Regions from separate parts of the Mus musculus genome. Here all the other regions are linked to region 1. Evidence: chromatin contacts called from public ChIA-PET, HiChIP or PLAC-seq and promoter capture Hi-C data. All regions are on one chromosome and are shown on one strand. Each heading gives the region's core, a stretch centred on a gene start, on an enhancer-like site or on the middle of the called end of the contact. The rest is flanking DNA. Distances are from core to core; before and after follow the strand shown. Region 1 holds the start of Cd37 (CD37 antigen). Region 2 holds the start of Gys1 (glycogen synthase 1, muscle). Region 3 overlaps Snrnp70 (small nuclear ribonucleoprotein 70 (U1)). Region 4 holds the start of Kcna7 (potassium voltage-gated channel, shaker-related subfamily, member 7). Region 5 holds the start of Dhdh (dihydrodiol dehydrogenase (dimeric)).

Region 1 (2,700 bases), core at 10-2,509:
TCTATTTACACCTCAGTCTCAGTGAGGGACCCCAAAAATGAATTGAAGGGGATCACCAGATCGCTTTGTGCCCTTCTAAATGTGACCACACTGTGTGTAAACCTTTTTCTGTTTCCTCTAGAAATTTGGTTCTTTTACTTGGCTTATTGGAGATGGCAGAACCTGCCTTGGAGCACAGCCTGTGGCAGGAGAGGCCCAGTCCCGAAAATTTATCTATCTTCTGCCCTCTATAAGCACCATGTGGCGCAGACATACACACACACACACATCGTTAAAATTTTTTTAAAAAAAGATGAACAGCTTCCAATGTTGTCCTCTGGCCTCCAAAGGCGCGCGCGCGCACACACACACACACACACACACACACACACACACACACACTAACACATACAAATACACATACAGAAAGAAAATAGATGAGACATGTCTCAGAAGGCAGCTGCTGTCCCAGAGAACTAGGCTTTGGGTAGATAGGTGATAGGAACTTCCCACATTAGAAATCTGTGAGGAACTGGGGACTTGACAAGTGTCAGGGACTTCTTTCTGGGCACATCATAGGAAACTTTGAAGATGCTAGGTATGCTCAAGTGACCCCCACTCCAGTGCCTGGCTTTTCTGGGGCCTCCTCCCCTCAGGTTTCTCCGCAGAGGTAGGAAGTGCCATCTGAGGTTCACTTCCTCCACCGGATATTCAGGCACTGCCTCGCTGCCCTCCTCACTCCTGGGACTGTCACACCTCCTCTGCAGCCCTTTCACTTCCCCAGGGGTCCAACCCTGGCCCCCAAGCACATCGGAGCACCTGCTCTAGAAGAAAGAGAGCAAAGAGAGAGACCCAGGGAAAGAGACACACAGGACAGAGACCGCAAAGGCCCAGAGAGACAGAGACAGAGAGGCAGAGACAGCGCGGTGGCTCGAGGCTAATGGGTGCTAAGCAGAAGATCACAGGGTGCAGGGGGCGGAGCCAGTAGCCAGTGAGGTCAGAGTGTCTGTGAGGTTGAACTCTGCAGAAACAACCTTGAAGTCCCAGGACCCACGTGAGTGGAAGTCCATCAGAAGCCCCTGTGCGCCCTGCCTGAGCTATGGACACCTGCGAGGAACCCATTGTGTCCCTGGCACCCACATATTCCAAGGACCCTCAGGTACTGCTGTGCACTCGATGGAACCCTGAAGAAGATAGGGCCCCCGCTGACAGTCACTAAATGAACAGGGCGGGGTGGAGCTCCACCCCCCCGGAACTTCCTCTTTCTCTGCCGGTTTCCTTTGTGCCTCTCAGTCTCTGTCTTTCTTTGCCCACTATTCCCCTTCCCCCCTGCGGCCAACACCTCTTCTGTCTGGGTTTCTCGAGTGGGTCATTCCCCATCTAGGCGAAGATGTCCGCCCAAGAGAGTTGCCTCAGCCTCATCAAGTACTTCCTCTTCGTTTTCAACCTCTTCTTCTTTGTGAGTCTACTCATGGCTACCCAGCCGGGGTTCCAGGGCCACAGTGGCCCTTGATCCGCCCTAGCCTCATTTCTTCTCTTCCCCTAGGTACTAGGCGGCCTGATTTTCTGCTTCGGCACCTGGATCCTCATTGACAAGACCAGCTTCGTGTCCTTTGTGGGTGAGGGGGGCTGCGCAGTAGGGGAGGGTCTTTGGACTTGAACCCAGAATCCCACCCCAAGGCATCTCCTGATATCTCACTCGCCCTGGGGAGGCCCTCAATAGCTACTATCTTCCCAGGTAGGGCTCCAGCTCTGACTGGCACCCCACTGGCACTGCCAGTAAGCTGGATGTGTGCTGGTAAGTAGGAAGTGTAAAGCAGATGTAGCCGGTCATGCCTGTCATCCCAGCACGCAGGAGGTGGGAGATCAGGAGTTCCAGGCCATCCTAGACTACACAGTGGGTTGGAGCCCAGGCTGGATAATGAGGTCCTGCCTCCAAAACAACCACAGCACCATGAGGTCGCGGTTAGGAACAGTAATAACAGAAATAATAGCTATTTCTCAAATACTTCCTGTGTCTCATTTTGGACTGGAACTCAGAGACTCTCCCTTGTTGAGGTTCAGAGAAGGGAAGTCTTTTGCTGGGTGTCACACAGCCAGGAAGGGGAAGAGCAAAAATAAAGTAATAATAACAAGGAAACCATTTAAGGAGGGGACACCAAAACCATAGCAACTCAGACTCACCACATTGACCGCTGAATTGAACAGCGTTTTCATTCGAACCTCGCTCAGAACAATTCTAGGATATATGTGGTGGCCCACACCTGACATTCCAGCATGGGGAGGTGTAGGTGGGAAGATCACAAGGTTCCAGGTTACCCCTGGCTACTGAGTCCGAGGCCAGCCTGAGTTACCTGAGACTCTGTCTCAAGAAAAAAGAAAAAAGGAAAGGAAAGGAAAGGAAAGGAAAGGAAAGGAAAGGAAAGTCCAGGAAATCGATCCTTTATTTCTTTGCCCTCAAAAAGTTTAAGAAATGGATTCAGCTGGGCATGGTGGCACATGTCTTTAGTCCCAACACTTGGGAGGCAGAGGTGGGCAGATCTCTGTGAGTTCAAGGCCACCTAGAGTACAGAGTTCCAGGAAGGCCAGGGCTGTTACACAGAGAAATCTTCTCTGAGAGAGAGAGAGAAAGAGAGAGAGAGAGAGAGAGAGAGAGAGAGAGAGAGAGAGAGAGAGAGAGGAGAAAGCACCTCAGCGTGGGGCAGAAGCAGAGGCCCACCC
Region 2 (2,700 bases), core at 43-2,542, 200 kb before region 1:
TTATTATTCCACACCTTCAGGGCCCCTAACGATGCTAGCCCTGGGCTGGGACACAGGGACTGCTGGGCCCTGCTCCTCCTGTGACCCCACCTCAGATTTAGGAATCTGGGTCCTCAGCCTTCTCACCTGAAACTGGTACCCTGGTAGTACACAGCATTGAGTCTGCCATCTCCCAACATGCTGAGAGACCTAGTCTCTTTCTCCCCAGGATCCAGAAAAGGAAATGTTCAGATCCACAAGGCCCAGCTGCTGGGATTCCCAGCCCAGCCTTCTCATGAGCGAGAAGCTAGTGATCTCCCATACATACTGTGGGTGGGTTCCTCCCATCCTAGGGCCCAGCTCCTGACCAACTTAGGACTTCCAGCTTTCCCAGTCCACAGGGAGGGAGGCACCTCACTACATAGGAAGCCAGGACTTAGGCCCTGGGCTCCTTCAAACTCGACATTCAAGTTCCCAACTCTTTCCCACCTTGTATCTAAGAATTTGAGTCTCCAAGCCCCTCTTGGCTTTACACTGGTTCAGGTCCGCTATGCCCCCTGAAAAATCCATGAATCCCAACCTTTAGGAACACCCCAACTCCACAGTCACGTCCTCTGGACCACAGACCCAAAAGCTCCAGTGTTCCTTGGGCTTAGATGCACTAACTCCTTCCACTTTTAGATCTCAGGTCTCTCGGCCCTCGAAAACCTCCCTTCAAGACCCAGGAATCTTTCTCTGAGTGCCCTCTTCCCTAGATTGCAGAACCTGAAGCCTCCTTCCATCTTAAGAGTAGTCTCTTGTCCCTTCCCCCCAGGGCCTAGGACGCCTACTCCAGCCCCTTCACAAGGACACAGAAGTCACAGGCGCTTTTCCCAGGACCCAAGACTCCTCCACGTAACTCTTTTCCCGTCTGAAACGGAGTTTCGGGGCCCCATCCTCGCCTGCCCTTCTTGGTCAAGGGACCAACGCTGACGTTCTCACCCTTGTTGGCCACCTCCCAGGCCACCTCGAAAAGCACTGCGTTCTCGGGGTCGAATTCATCCTCCCAGTCTTCCAATCCTGGAAGCGAGGACACAGAGAGACTGCGGCTGAGAGGCATGGCTACTGCGGGCAGGGGACTTCGAGCACCAAAACTGGAAACCAGAGAGATCGGCTGGGAACGCAGCAGACTTGGTGACCGGTAGAGTTAGCGGGTGTCCCAGGGGAAGCTTGCAAGGCGCTCCGCTTCCTATTGCACGACCGCACCCCCGCCCCAGAGCGCTCCGACTCAGGTAGGGTGAGCTGAGACACTGAATCGGGCGGGCAGCTGCAGTGAAGCCTCGTGGCCGCCAGGAGGCACTGCCCACCCTGCTGGTCTAGCACGATTGGTCGGCGGCTGGGGGGCGGGGGCTATTGCGTCTACTTATTGGCGGATAGAATCCAGTTTCCTTGGCCAGAGGCTCCTGGGGAGCTGCGGGGGCGGGGCTTGTTTCTACGCAGCATGGAAGTGATTGGTGAACAGAGCTGTCAATCTCAGCTGTAGGCCCAATTTGGTGAGGAAGGTTGGACAGAGAGGGAAGGGATCGTGGAGGACGTGTGGTTGCTACAAAATGTGCTCAGAATTTTGCAATCGGACTTAGCAGTTGCAGGGCGGGGGGGAAGGAGGGGGGAGGAGGCTAGGTAAGAGGAGGAGGAGCAAGAGACGTCAGGAACCCACCCGGGATTCAGAACACCGGCTTTCCAATTTAGCCTCGCGGGCTGGGCGCGGCCTAGTGTACGCCCCCTACAGGAATTTTATATATCTTATGGGCCATAGAGATGACTGGATGACCGGGAGCCTAGAGAGGATAAAGACCGCGCTCCTAGCCGATTTCCGTTTCCGCTGAGGCATTGGCGGTTGGTGTGCATCATGGCAACCGTGGTAAGTGTTGGGTGCATGTGGAGGACCGACAATGACCCTTCTTAGAGAGTCTGAAGGAGGGAGCTGGAGAGGACTCTTGTATCTGAGGGAGGAGTGATAAGGAAGATGCCTGGTTTGACGGAGGAGGTCTGGGGAGTACTCCCGAGTCAGAGGGAGGATGCTGAGGACACCGAGTCTGAGCAATGGATACAGAGGAGAATGCATGTGTCTAAAGGAAGAGAGCAGAGGAGAATGCATGAATCTGACGGAAGGGGGCTGAGGAAGTCGCCAAGGAGGGCTTGGGAGGACACATGGATCTGTGGGAAGTGTTGGGAGGAGAGGATACCAGGGTCTGAGGGAAGCAGGCTGGTGTGTGCACCTTTGTGTTTGAGGTAGGCAGGCTAGAGCCTGAATCCCTAGATCGGAGGGACGATCACAGTGGATGAGGCCTGGTTTGGAGGAGGAGGAGGGCTAGGGAGGGTGCCTGGGCCTAATAGAAGAGGGCTGGACCTGGACTCCTGGATGTGGAGGAAGTGTATTGACCACTGAGGAAGGAGCTTCATTGTGGCTTTAGAAGCTAGTAGAGAAGGCAACAATGTATTCAGAATCCTAGATGTCAGGCATGGTAGTGAAAGCCTGCACTTGGGAGGCAGAGGCAGGTGGATCTCTGTGAGTCTGAGGATAGCCTGGTCTACAGAGCCAGTTCCAGGACAGCCAAGGGTTACACAGAGAAACAACAACAGAAAGAATCCTGGGTCTGATGGAAGAGTCATGTAGACACTCAGATTTCTCTGTGAATGAGTGACTAGCCAGAGCCTGGAGTGACAGAGTCGTGGTTCATC
Region 3 (2,700 bases), core at 4-2,503, 150 kb before region 1:
TCTGTGTCTGTCTGTCTTACAGGCTGTGGTCTGGCTAGTCAAACAATGACTTTTTTCAACAGGAAGGCTAAGAATTTGTTAATTGTAAAGTCTATGTTGGAATCCTGAAGAAGTAGGCTCTAATACCAGTGAAAGAATGCCTCAGCATCAGGGTGGATACGCCTGGCAGGAGACTCGGGGTGGGCAGGCAGGCAGGTAGAAAGCTTCCTTCATTCATGGTTTTGTGAAGGTTGCCAACAAAAAGTATGACCCAGATTTAAGTTGGGTTTTCTTACCTCAAATGATTAAATTCAGAAGTCCTCAAAGGCATGTCCGGCTTCTGGGTTTTAGTTGATTCCAGATTAATGAAAGTTGTCAACTAAGATTAGCCATCCCAATACCATTTATTTTTTCCGCCCAGCTTGTCACAAAGACTTGTCCCTGTTACTTGCTAAATGTCATAAAGCAAGAAGTTTCATGTCCAGGGCCCTCTTAGCTTAGACAGTGCTTTAGTATTGTGTCTGTCTTGTTCACTTGTCTCCCCAGCCCAAATTTTCTTAAGGAGCTTTCTAAAGACAAGTACTCATTTCTCCCTCCTACCCTCAGCATAATGCTAGTCTCGTTCTGCTGATCCAGGTGTGCCTTGCACCAGTTGAAGAAAGTGGGAGAAACCTTATCTTAAACAAAAAGGGGTAGCAGAAGGGGACTCATCAACCAAGCAAAACATTGAGTTTGATTGGATTGGAGTTTAAATGTGTGGTGTATTTAAGTATCATTCTGATAAAGCCCCAGTTGAGGGATTGTAGATGAAGTTAGAAATTAGTCATTAACGATGGTATTGTGGTTTCAATTTATTGAAATGTATTGAAGATCAACATAGCAAGCTCTGAGATGTGACTGAAATTCCCAAGTTAGATTGGGGAATGTAGAGATCAACCAAGTTAGGCCCCATGTTGGTAATTGAAGCAGGTTCATTGTACTGTCCAAAATAGAACAGAGGATGGATCACGTGCAGTAGGGTATCTGTCTGTGCTCACTGACTGTAGAAGCTTGCTGTCCCCTGTCAAAAGACCGCTTCTATTAAAGGAGAATCCCTTTGCTGAGCACTTGAAGTCCTTCATGTTATGAACTCCTGGTGACTTCTGTGTGCAGCAGGAATGATTATTCCTGTTTGCAAAATGAAAAACAAGTAGGCTTGCCTTGTCGAGTTGTAGAGTATCTTATAAAAAGGGGAAGTTTTGAGATTTCGTGCCAACTAACGGGAAGCCTAGTGAAGTTTTCTAGCTTTGAGGCTTCCTGTGTCTAGTTCTGTGTTAGGGTCCTGACAAGCGAGTCCTAAGTTCAACCTTGACACACATGCACACTTAGGCACTGACTGTAAAGAGAAAGGAAAAGGGGACCCTAGGATTGAACCCTGCCTCGGGACAGTTAGTGGGACAACTCCTGGGATGAGGTCGGCAATGTTGAGGGGCATCTCTTGAGTAGAGGTGCAGTTGAAAGTCTTAATGTCTTGAAGAGCTCTCTTCTGTCACTGTATTAACAGCCATGCCCTTATGATAGAAAGGACCACCATCATGGCTGATTCTTTGGATCTAGTTTGCCTGTTGGTAGTAAAGTCACAACTGATAACTGAAGAAACCTGCAAAATATCAATGCCTGTGATGTGTCCATATGATAAGCAATCTGTAACAAGGACCATTTGACTAGACTGCTTAAGTATAGGCATTGCTTTGGCTGCCAATGGGAGGCAGAAAAAATAGTCCTACTTTCTGGCTCAAAGACCCTAGGCATGCCTGATATTCTTCTAAATTGCTATGATCTTGAGAAAGGCCAAGATCTTTATTTTACTTTTTTAAAGATTTATTTATGTACACTAGAAGAGGGCATCTAGATTCCATTACAGGTGGTTGTGAACCACTATGTAGTTGCTGGGCATTGAACTCAGGACCTCTGGAAGAGCAGCTAACTGCTGAGCCATCTCTTTAGCTTCCCCTGTGTGCCCCTCCCCCCTTATTTTAAAATTTTCAGCATTGCATTCTGTAGTTCAGGCTGTCCTCAAAATCTTAGCATTCGCCTTTTTCCCACTTAAACTTTTTCTATCTCTTCTATGATCTCTTTTATTTGACACTTGCAGCTATATTCTAAGGATTAAATGAATGAGAGAGCCAGGACAGCTAATAAGATGGTCACAGAATGTGTAGCACTGGGGTATAGCTTCCAGTAACCCCACACCCCATTAGGATTGCTTAATAGATTCTTGGTCTTTTTCTGAAGACTTAATACTTGGTGTCCAAACGGAACAGGGTTTTGATAGTTCTCTGTACCAGTTGATCTTGGTCATTTGCTTTTAGCACTAGCCCAGGGTCCCTGCTTTAGACTATAGGGTATGGAAGAGAAAATGTATCCTTAACTGTCTTCCTTCCTTTTTGAGACAGGGTTTCACTATGTAGGCCAAGCTGAGTTCTGCCCCCTTAGTACATAGGCCATCACACCCCACCTATCCTAGACTCTGGTTCCTAGTCTGAGGTCTGAGACTGTTTGCTATCAGGCTTCTCCCTGTGCTTTGGTTTCAGTCAGTTTGCCACAAGCTAGCTCAAGTCATCCCTCCAGAGAGATTGCATGAATTCAGTTACTGCTCAGTTCACCTTGCACTGCATATGGCTAGCCAAAGTATATAGTTCTAAAGTGGCTTTTAGGTTTGTCACAGCCATCGGTTTGACG
Region 4 (2,700 bases), core at 185-2,684, 170 kb before region 1:
TAACCCCCAAGTCACTTTGTGCAGTGCAATGCAGATGGTCTACCACTGAGCCCGGCACCAGTCCCTCACCAGGAAACTCTGGGCAGGTTGTCTACCTCTGAGGGAGATCCTCACTCACTGTCTGTTTCCAGGCAGACTCTCTCATACAGTAACCCACACTGGCTTTCAACCCGTGGCAATCGTTCTGTCTCCTTGCTAGGATTCTCGTATGAAGAACCATACCCAGCTTACATCTTTGTTTTTTTTTTTTTTTTGTTTTGTTTTTGTTTTTGTTTTTGTTTTTAAAGGGCTTCCATCCTCCTGCCCCTTGCCACACCTTCTGACTGGCCAGGTCTTCCCAGGCCCCGCCCTGGACCTCCCCAAATCCCCGCCCCTCACCGGGCCAGTAGCAGCGGCTACGGGCGCGAGCCCCGGGTCATCGCGGTCGTCGCGGAAGTCTGGCAGTGTCTCGAGGCAAAAGACCACGATGGAGACCAGGATGACGAGTACGGAGACCACGGCGAGCACGCGCGCAGCCTGCGAGCTCTCAGGAAATTCGAAGAGCAGCCAGAGCTGACGCGCAAAGGCGCGGCGGGGCAGCGGCCGCTCGGGCGGCACCGCGCAGCCCTCGTCCTCCCGCAGCCGCGCCAGCGCCGCCGCGCCCAGCCCGTAGAAGGACACCTCCTCCAGGAAGACGTCGAGGGGCACGTGCGCCGGCCGTCTCAGCCGGCCGCCCGACTGGTAGTAGTAGAGCACCGCATCGAAGCTGGGCCGGTGTCGGTCGAAGAAATACTCGCGGCGCGCGCCGTCGTAGAAGCGGCTGCGGCGCACCGGGTCCCCCAGCAGCGTGTCCGGGAAGCGGCCGAGCGTGCGCGCGCGGGTCTCGAAGCGCAACCCGGCCACGTTGAGCACCAGCCGCTCGCAGCAGCCGCAGGGCGGCGGGCACCGTGGCTCCATGGCGCGCACAGCCCGGGCGACCGGTGAACGGACGTGTGGCCCCGACGCCGCAGCCACCCCAGTCGGGTGTCCGGTGTCGGCGGGTAAAAATAGCATGGAAAGTCCGGCCAGGGCGCGGGGGAGGGGGCGGTGTTACCCCCGCGGGGCTAGGGGCGCCCTCTGCCGTTCCCACACCTGTGGAAACACTGCCACCCGGCGCTTTTCCGTGGATCTCTTGAGCTTTCCCTTGTAGTCATCTATTTTATTTGTTTGGCTTTTGGATTCATGACCCGAGGTCTTATGTAGCTGAACTGACCTTGAATTTATGATCCTCCTGCCTCCACCTCCCAAATGCTGGGATTGCAGGCGTATGGCATCATGGCTATTTATTTGTTTGTTTGTTATTTAGACAGTCTCCTCAGCCTGTCATTTAAGCTGACCGCGAACTTGTGGCAATCCTCTGCCTCATCCTTCGGATTGCCCGGGTGACAGTCATGAGCCACCCGAGACTATCTGCAGCATCAGTTTCCCTTTTCCATTTCCAGTCTTTCTGTCTCTTGTCCATCCTCCTGGAGGGTGGGGGGTGTATCCCCTTAACCAGTTGTCCACATCTTGCTCTCTGCTGGGAGCCTCTGTATCTCTCTGCCTTTTATTATTTTTTTCCAGACACTGGGTTTGGGTATGTATGTCAGACTGGCTCAGTATTGCAGTACTCTTGCTTCTGCCTCCCGATTGCTGGGATGACAGATGTGTACCACCACATCTGGATTTGTTGCTGGCTTTCTTTCTCTCCTAGTACCTTTCAATGAATGAACATCGTTTTGTGTGTCTGGCCTCACGTGTTTATTCCTTTGTGTCTCTAATTACCATGCCTAAGGAGCTCCGCAGCGGCCCTGGTGCTTGAGGAGTTCTTGGAGCCTCTTTTGCAACTGTAAACTGTTGCCCATGTGCGCCGGATCCTTGGCCACTGAGAGTCCCGGAGTTTGAATTTAGACTTTATGTAGGTGTTTTGAGATTAATAAAACCTGGGCTGAAGCCAAGAATGGCGCCAAAGGAGGCGGGACTTGCCTGGAAGGGTCTAGAGTCGGCCTGGAAGATGCGTAGGGTCACTGTCGGGAGCCGAAGGACAGACAGAAGATGGCCTTCCAGCCACCGGTGTCTAATGACACTAAGTAAAAAATAGTCCCTTCTTATGGGGTAGGGTGTTATAGTCACTTTCGGGGAAAGGGATCTCGCGCGCCCTCTGCCGGCCGGATGGAGACCTGCACCAAGAGGTCTCCCAGCTAAACCTGGCCTTTCCCTTCCCAGCTTTCTTTTGGGGACTTCTGAGATCCTCCTGCCTCTGCCCTCCCCCCGCCCCCCATCGCCCTAAGTAAGTTGTGAGAACATGGGTAGTGTCACACGCCTTTAATCCCAATACTCTGGAAGCAGAGGCAAGCCAACCTGTGGATTTGAGGCCAGCCTGGTCTGCCCATAAATTTCCAGGCCAGTCAGGGCTACATGGTGGGATCTTGTCGTTTTGTTGTTTTTTATTTTTTCGACAAAGAGTTTCTCTGTGTAGGCCAGTCTGGTGAGATCGTGTCTTTAAAAAGTCTGGTCATGGGCTGGTGAGATGGCTCAGTGGGTAAGAGCACCCGACTGCTCTTCCGAAGGTCCGGAGTTCAAATCCCAGCAACCACATGGTGGCTCACAACCATCCGTAACAAGATCTGACTCCCTCTTCTGGAGTGTACTTACATATAATACATAAATAAATCTTTTAAAAAAAAAAAGTCTGGTCATGGA
Region 5 (2,700 bases), core at 188-2,687, 250 kb before region 1:
GAAAAGTGACCCCCAGAGAGGTCCAGGGCTAAGCCAAGAAGAAACAGAAGGACATGGAAGACAACTCTGTCCCTAACTCCAGGGGTCACAGGACACAGGACCAGCTCTGAGGCCTGTGATCCAGGCCTGTCCGTACGAGCTGCTTGGGAAGCTGAGGCAGGAGGATTGCTATCTTAAGCACGTGTACCTGTGGCGCCTGTGACAGGGAACGGTCTTTCCTGGCAAAGGCTTACGTGAAGATGGGAGGAGAAGGTGACCTCAGCCCTGGCTTCCCTCGCTCCAGTGCTGAAAGTCCCTGTTGCCTCGCCGCCACTTAGTTCAATCAGTTAAGCACAATAACTGATTAGCCTCCTATGCCTTACTAAATAGGAGACTTGTGAACACCTGGGCACAGTCAGTCAGTGTTCAGTGGATCAGACGAGAGAGAATGAAACTGGGCTGTAAGTGAAGAGGAGCTATTATCAGTAAGGTGCACATTCTTTCCCCTCTCGACGGCAAGTGAGATAAATCAAGTTCCATCATTAAAGAGACTTGTAAAGACATAATCTGGGGGGTGGAGAGAGGGCTCAGGTTAAGAGCATCTACTGTTCTTCCCAGCATCTATATAATGAACGGCTCACAGCCACCTGCAACTCTGGTTCCAAGGAATCCTCCTCCTCCATATTTTCTTTTTCTTCCTTCCTTCCTTCCTAATTTATTTTATGCGTTGAAGAGTTTTGTCTGTATGCATGCATGCCCACCATGTGCATGCCTGGTGCCCTCAGAGGACAGAAGGCGGCACTGGATATCCTGGAAGATGGTTTCGAGCTGCCAAGTGGACAGAACTTGGGTCCTCTCCAGAAGTAAAACGTTTGCTTTGTCAGAAATACTTTGGATCCTGTGGTCATTTTCTTGAGACCACAGACTATTTTATTTTATTTTATTTTATTGGCTTTTTTTTCGAGATAGGGTTTCTCTGTGTAGCCCTGGCAGTCCTGGAACTCACTCTGTAGACCAGGCTGGCCTCGAACTCAGAAATTCGCCGGCTTCTGCCTCCAGAGTGCTGGGATCAAAGGCGTGCGCCACCACGCCCGGGCCCCACAGACTAATTGATAACAATAGCAAATCCCCATCTCAAAATAAAAAGTAAAAAGGCAACTTGAAAGACAGGCACGGTGGTGTATGCCTGTATTGCTGCACTCAAGGAGCTGAGGCAGGAGGATTGCCTTGAGTTTATGGTCAGCAAGCAGCCTTGGCTATATATATATATTGTGAATTGCAGGCCAGCTTGGGCAAGAGTTAGGCACTGAGAAGAAGGAGAAGGAGAAGGAGGGAGGGAGAAGGGCGGGCGCAGGGAGGAGGGGAAGGAGGAGACGGGTGGAGAGATTGCGGTTTCACGTCCTGAGGTCGTGTCCTGAGGGTCAAAGGGAAGCGGGCGGCTTGCAGCGCGGGGTGGCGTTGGCCCCGCCTCCGGCCCCCGCAGGCAGAAGACGTGCAAAATGGCGCTGCGCTGGGGCATCGTGTCGGCTGGCTTAATTGCCAACGACTTTACCACCGTGCTGAGCTCACTGCCTTCCTCGGAGCACCAGGTGCACGTCCCTTGGAAGACACTGGGTCCGAGGGAGGAGTGGAGCCGAGGGTCTAAGAAAGAGTCCCTAGTCCGAGGAACGAGGGAGCCCCGAGTGTGAGGGAGGAGAGTCCCTAGGTCTAAGGCAGTGACTCTGAGAAGAGAAGGGGACCCTTCTGGTCCCCAAGGCCATAAGAGATTTGTTTTCAGCTCACACCTCCTATGCGCCCCAGTCTGAGGGGCTCGCGGTTTGCAGGGGGTAGGTATCAGCTGCTGGGAGGCGAAGCCATGGGGCAGTCGGGGAGGATCCTGGGCTTGCTTACAGACTCCCCTTTCCTCTCTATTCAGTCTTGCCATGTACCAAGCACAGCCTAAGTCTGCCCCCCCCCCCAATCTGCTTCCCCTCCCCACCAGTAATACCTTCCCTAGCCATCTTGGAGGAGGCTAGATGCTCCCCACTGCAGCCTCCTCCATAGCTCGTCTACTTTGTCTTCCACATCTCAACCCTTTGAATCCCACGCTAGGTGGTAGCGGTAGCTGCGAGGGACCTGAACCGGGCCGAGGAGTTCGCACAGAAATTCAACATCCCCAAGGCCTATGGCTCTTATGAGGAACTGGCCAAGGACCCAAACGTGGGTGAGTGGCCTGGACCAGGGAGGTGGGGGCAGAGCTAGGCACTGCTTCTTGCCTACAGATGCACTGGGCTGCAGGGGTGGTCTTTGGAAAGGCTCAGGCTCGGCCTGGTTAGGAGACAGTTAATAGGCTTACACGTGACCCGAGACTGGCTGAACAATATTAATCTGTGCTTAGCCAAGGCTAAGTTTTAAGTTTCTCCCAAGGCTAGAAAATCTGGTAAGAATTTATTTACTTGTTTATTTTGCGATACTGGATATGGAACCCAAGGCCTCTCACACATTAGGCAAAAGCTCCGCCGAGCTGAATCCCACACTTTTATTTTATTTTGAGAGACGGTCTCACTCACTGTATAGCCCTGGCTGGCCTGAAACTTTATTATGTAGACCAGGCTGGCTTCAGATTCTCAGAGATCCACCTGCCTTGGCTTCCAGTTTGTAAGCACTGGGATTAAAGGTGTAGGCAAGCATGCTTGGCCACTTGGGCTTTTGAGATAGACCTCACACATAGCCTCCAATTGG

What was found. Promoter capture Hi-C pulls out the DNA fragments that hold promoters and counts their contacts. ChIA-PET counts read pairs in DNA pulled down with a chosen protein or histone mark. HiChIP or PLAC-seq counts read pairs in DNA pulled down with a chosen protein or histone mark. Capture Hi-C pulls out chosen DNA fragments and counts their contacts.
Region 2: a promoter capture Hi-C map of adipose tissue shows a contact between it and region 1. The contact joins the promoter of Gys1 here to the promoter of Cd37 in region 1. A contact is called at or near these places in 12 of 39 promoter capture datasets (the C10 cell line, cranial neural crest, embryonic stem cells and 8 more), 5 of 484 Hi-C or Micro-C datasets (bone marrow-derived macrophages, embryonic stem cells, nephron progenitors and 1 more), 11 of 115 datasets of contacts at active chromatin or transcription factors (the SCID.adh cell line, acute myeloid leukemia, bone marrow-derived macrophages and 5 more) and 5 of 9 other capture datasets (adipose tissue, embryonic stem cells, liver and 2 more).
Region 3: a contact with region 1 is called in an H3K4me3 HiChIP or PLAC-seq map of bone marrow-derived macrophages, with 3 times the contacts expected there. The contact joins the enhancer-like site here to the promoter of Cd37 in region 1. A contact is called at or near these places in 15 of 39 promoter capture datasets (the 3T3-L1 cell line, 3T3-L1-derived adipocytes, the C10 cell line and 11 more), 5 of 484 Hi-C or Micro-C datasets (CD4 T cells, bone marrow-derived macrophages, differentiating embryonic stem cells and 2 more), 9 of 115 datasets of contacts at active chromatin or transcription factors (the 230-238 cell line, the SCID.adh cell line, bone marrow-derived macrophages and 5 more) and 3 of 9 other capture datasets (adipose tissue, liver and pancreatic islet).
Region 4: a promoter capture Hi-C map of stem cell-derived epiblast-like cells shows a contact between it and region 1, with 3 times the contacts expected there. The contact joins the promoter of Kcna7 here to the promoter of Cd37 in region 1. A contact is called at or near these places in 15 of 39 promoter capture datasets (the 3T3-L1 cell line, 3T3-L1-derived adipocytes, the C10 cell line and 12 more), 8 of 484 Hi-C or Micro-C datasets (CD4 T cells, bone marrow-derived macrophages, differentiating embryonic stem cells and 4 more), 11 of 115 datasets of contacts at active chromatin or transcription factors (the 230-238 cell line, the SCID.adh cell line, bone marrow-derived macrophages and 5 more) and 5 of 9 other capture datasets (adipose tissue, embryonic stem cells, liver and 2 more).
Region 5: a contact with region 1 is called in an RNA polymerase II ChIA-PET map of memory CD8 T cells, with 11 read pairs. The contact joins the promoter of Dhdh here to the promoter of Cd37 in region 1. A contact is called at or near these places in 2 of 39 promoter capture datasets (cranial neural crest and stem cell-derived epiblast-like cells), 2 of 115 datasets of contacts at active chromatin or transcription factors (embryonic stem cells and memory CD8 T cells) and 2 of 9 other capture datasets (adipose tissue and liver).

What each region holds. Positions count from the first base shown.
Region 1 is chr7:45,237,398-45,240,097 of GRCm38.p6, reverse strand. It overlaps Cd37 (CD37 antigen), which reads left to right and starts at 1,259. Exons shown (of 8, transcript NM_007645.4): 1 at 1,259-1,438; 2 at 1,526-1,598. The coding sequence starts at 1,370.
Region 2 is chr7:45,433,431-45,436,130 of GRCm38.p6, reverse strand. Gys1 (glycogen synthase 1, muscle) reads right to left here and starts at 1,292. Exons shown (of 16, transcript NM_030678.3): 1 at 961-1,292. The coding sequence starts at 1,078. Ruvbl2 (RuvB-like protein 2) reads left to right here and starts at 1,667. Exons shown (of 15, transcript NM_011304.3): 1 at 1,667-1,879. The coding sequence starts at 1,868.
Region 3 is chr7:45,387,689-45,390,388 of GRCm38.p6, reverse strand. All of the region lies in intron 4 of Snrnp70 (small nuclear ribonucleoprotein 70 (U1)), which reads left to right. Among named protein-coding and RNA genes, the nearest start is that of Snrnp70, 6.7 kb to the left of the region's middle. Within about 2 kb of position 1,253, at least 11 of the 459 cell types and tissues checked have an H3K27ac peak or open chromatin away from gene starts, as enhancers often do. A contact at or near this core is called in the HPC-7 cell line and bone marrow-derived macrophages, where this site is marked.
Region 4 is chr7:45,404,694-45,407,393 of GRCm38.p6, reverse strand. It overlaps Kcna7 (potassium voltage-gated channel, shaker-related subfamily, member 7), which reads right to left and starts at 1,434. Exons shown (of 2, transcript NM_010596.2): 1 at 379-1,434. The coding sequence starts at 1,032.
Region 5 is chr7:45,487,542-45,490,241 of GRCm38.p6, reverse strand. Dhdh (dihydrodiol dehydrogenase (dimeric)) reads left to right here and starts at 1,437. Exons shown (of 7, transcript NM_027903.4): 1 at 1,437-1,568; 2 at 2,071-2,182. The coding sequence starts at 1,479. It also overlaps a transcript of Tulp2 not described here.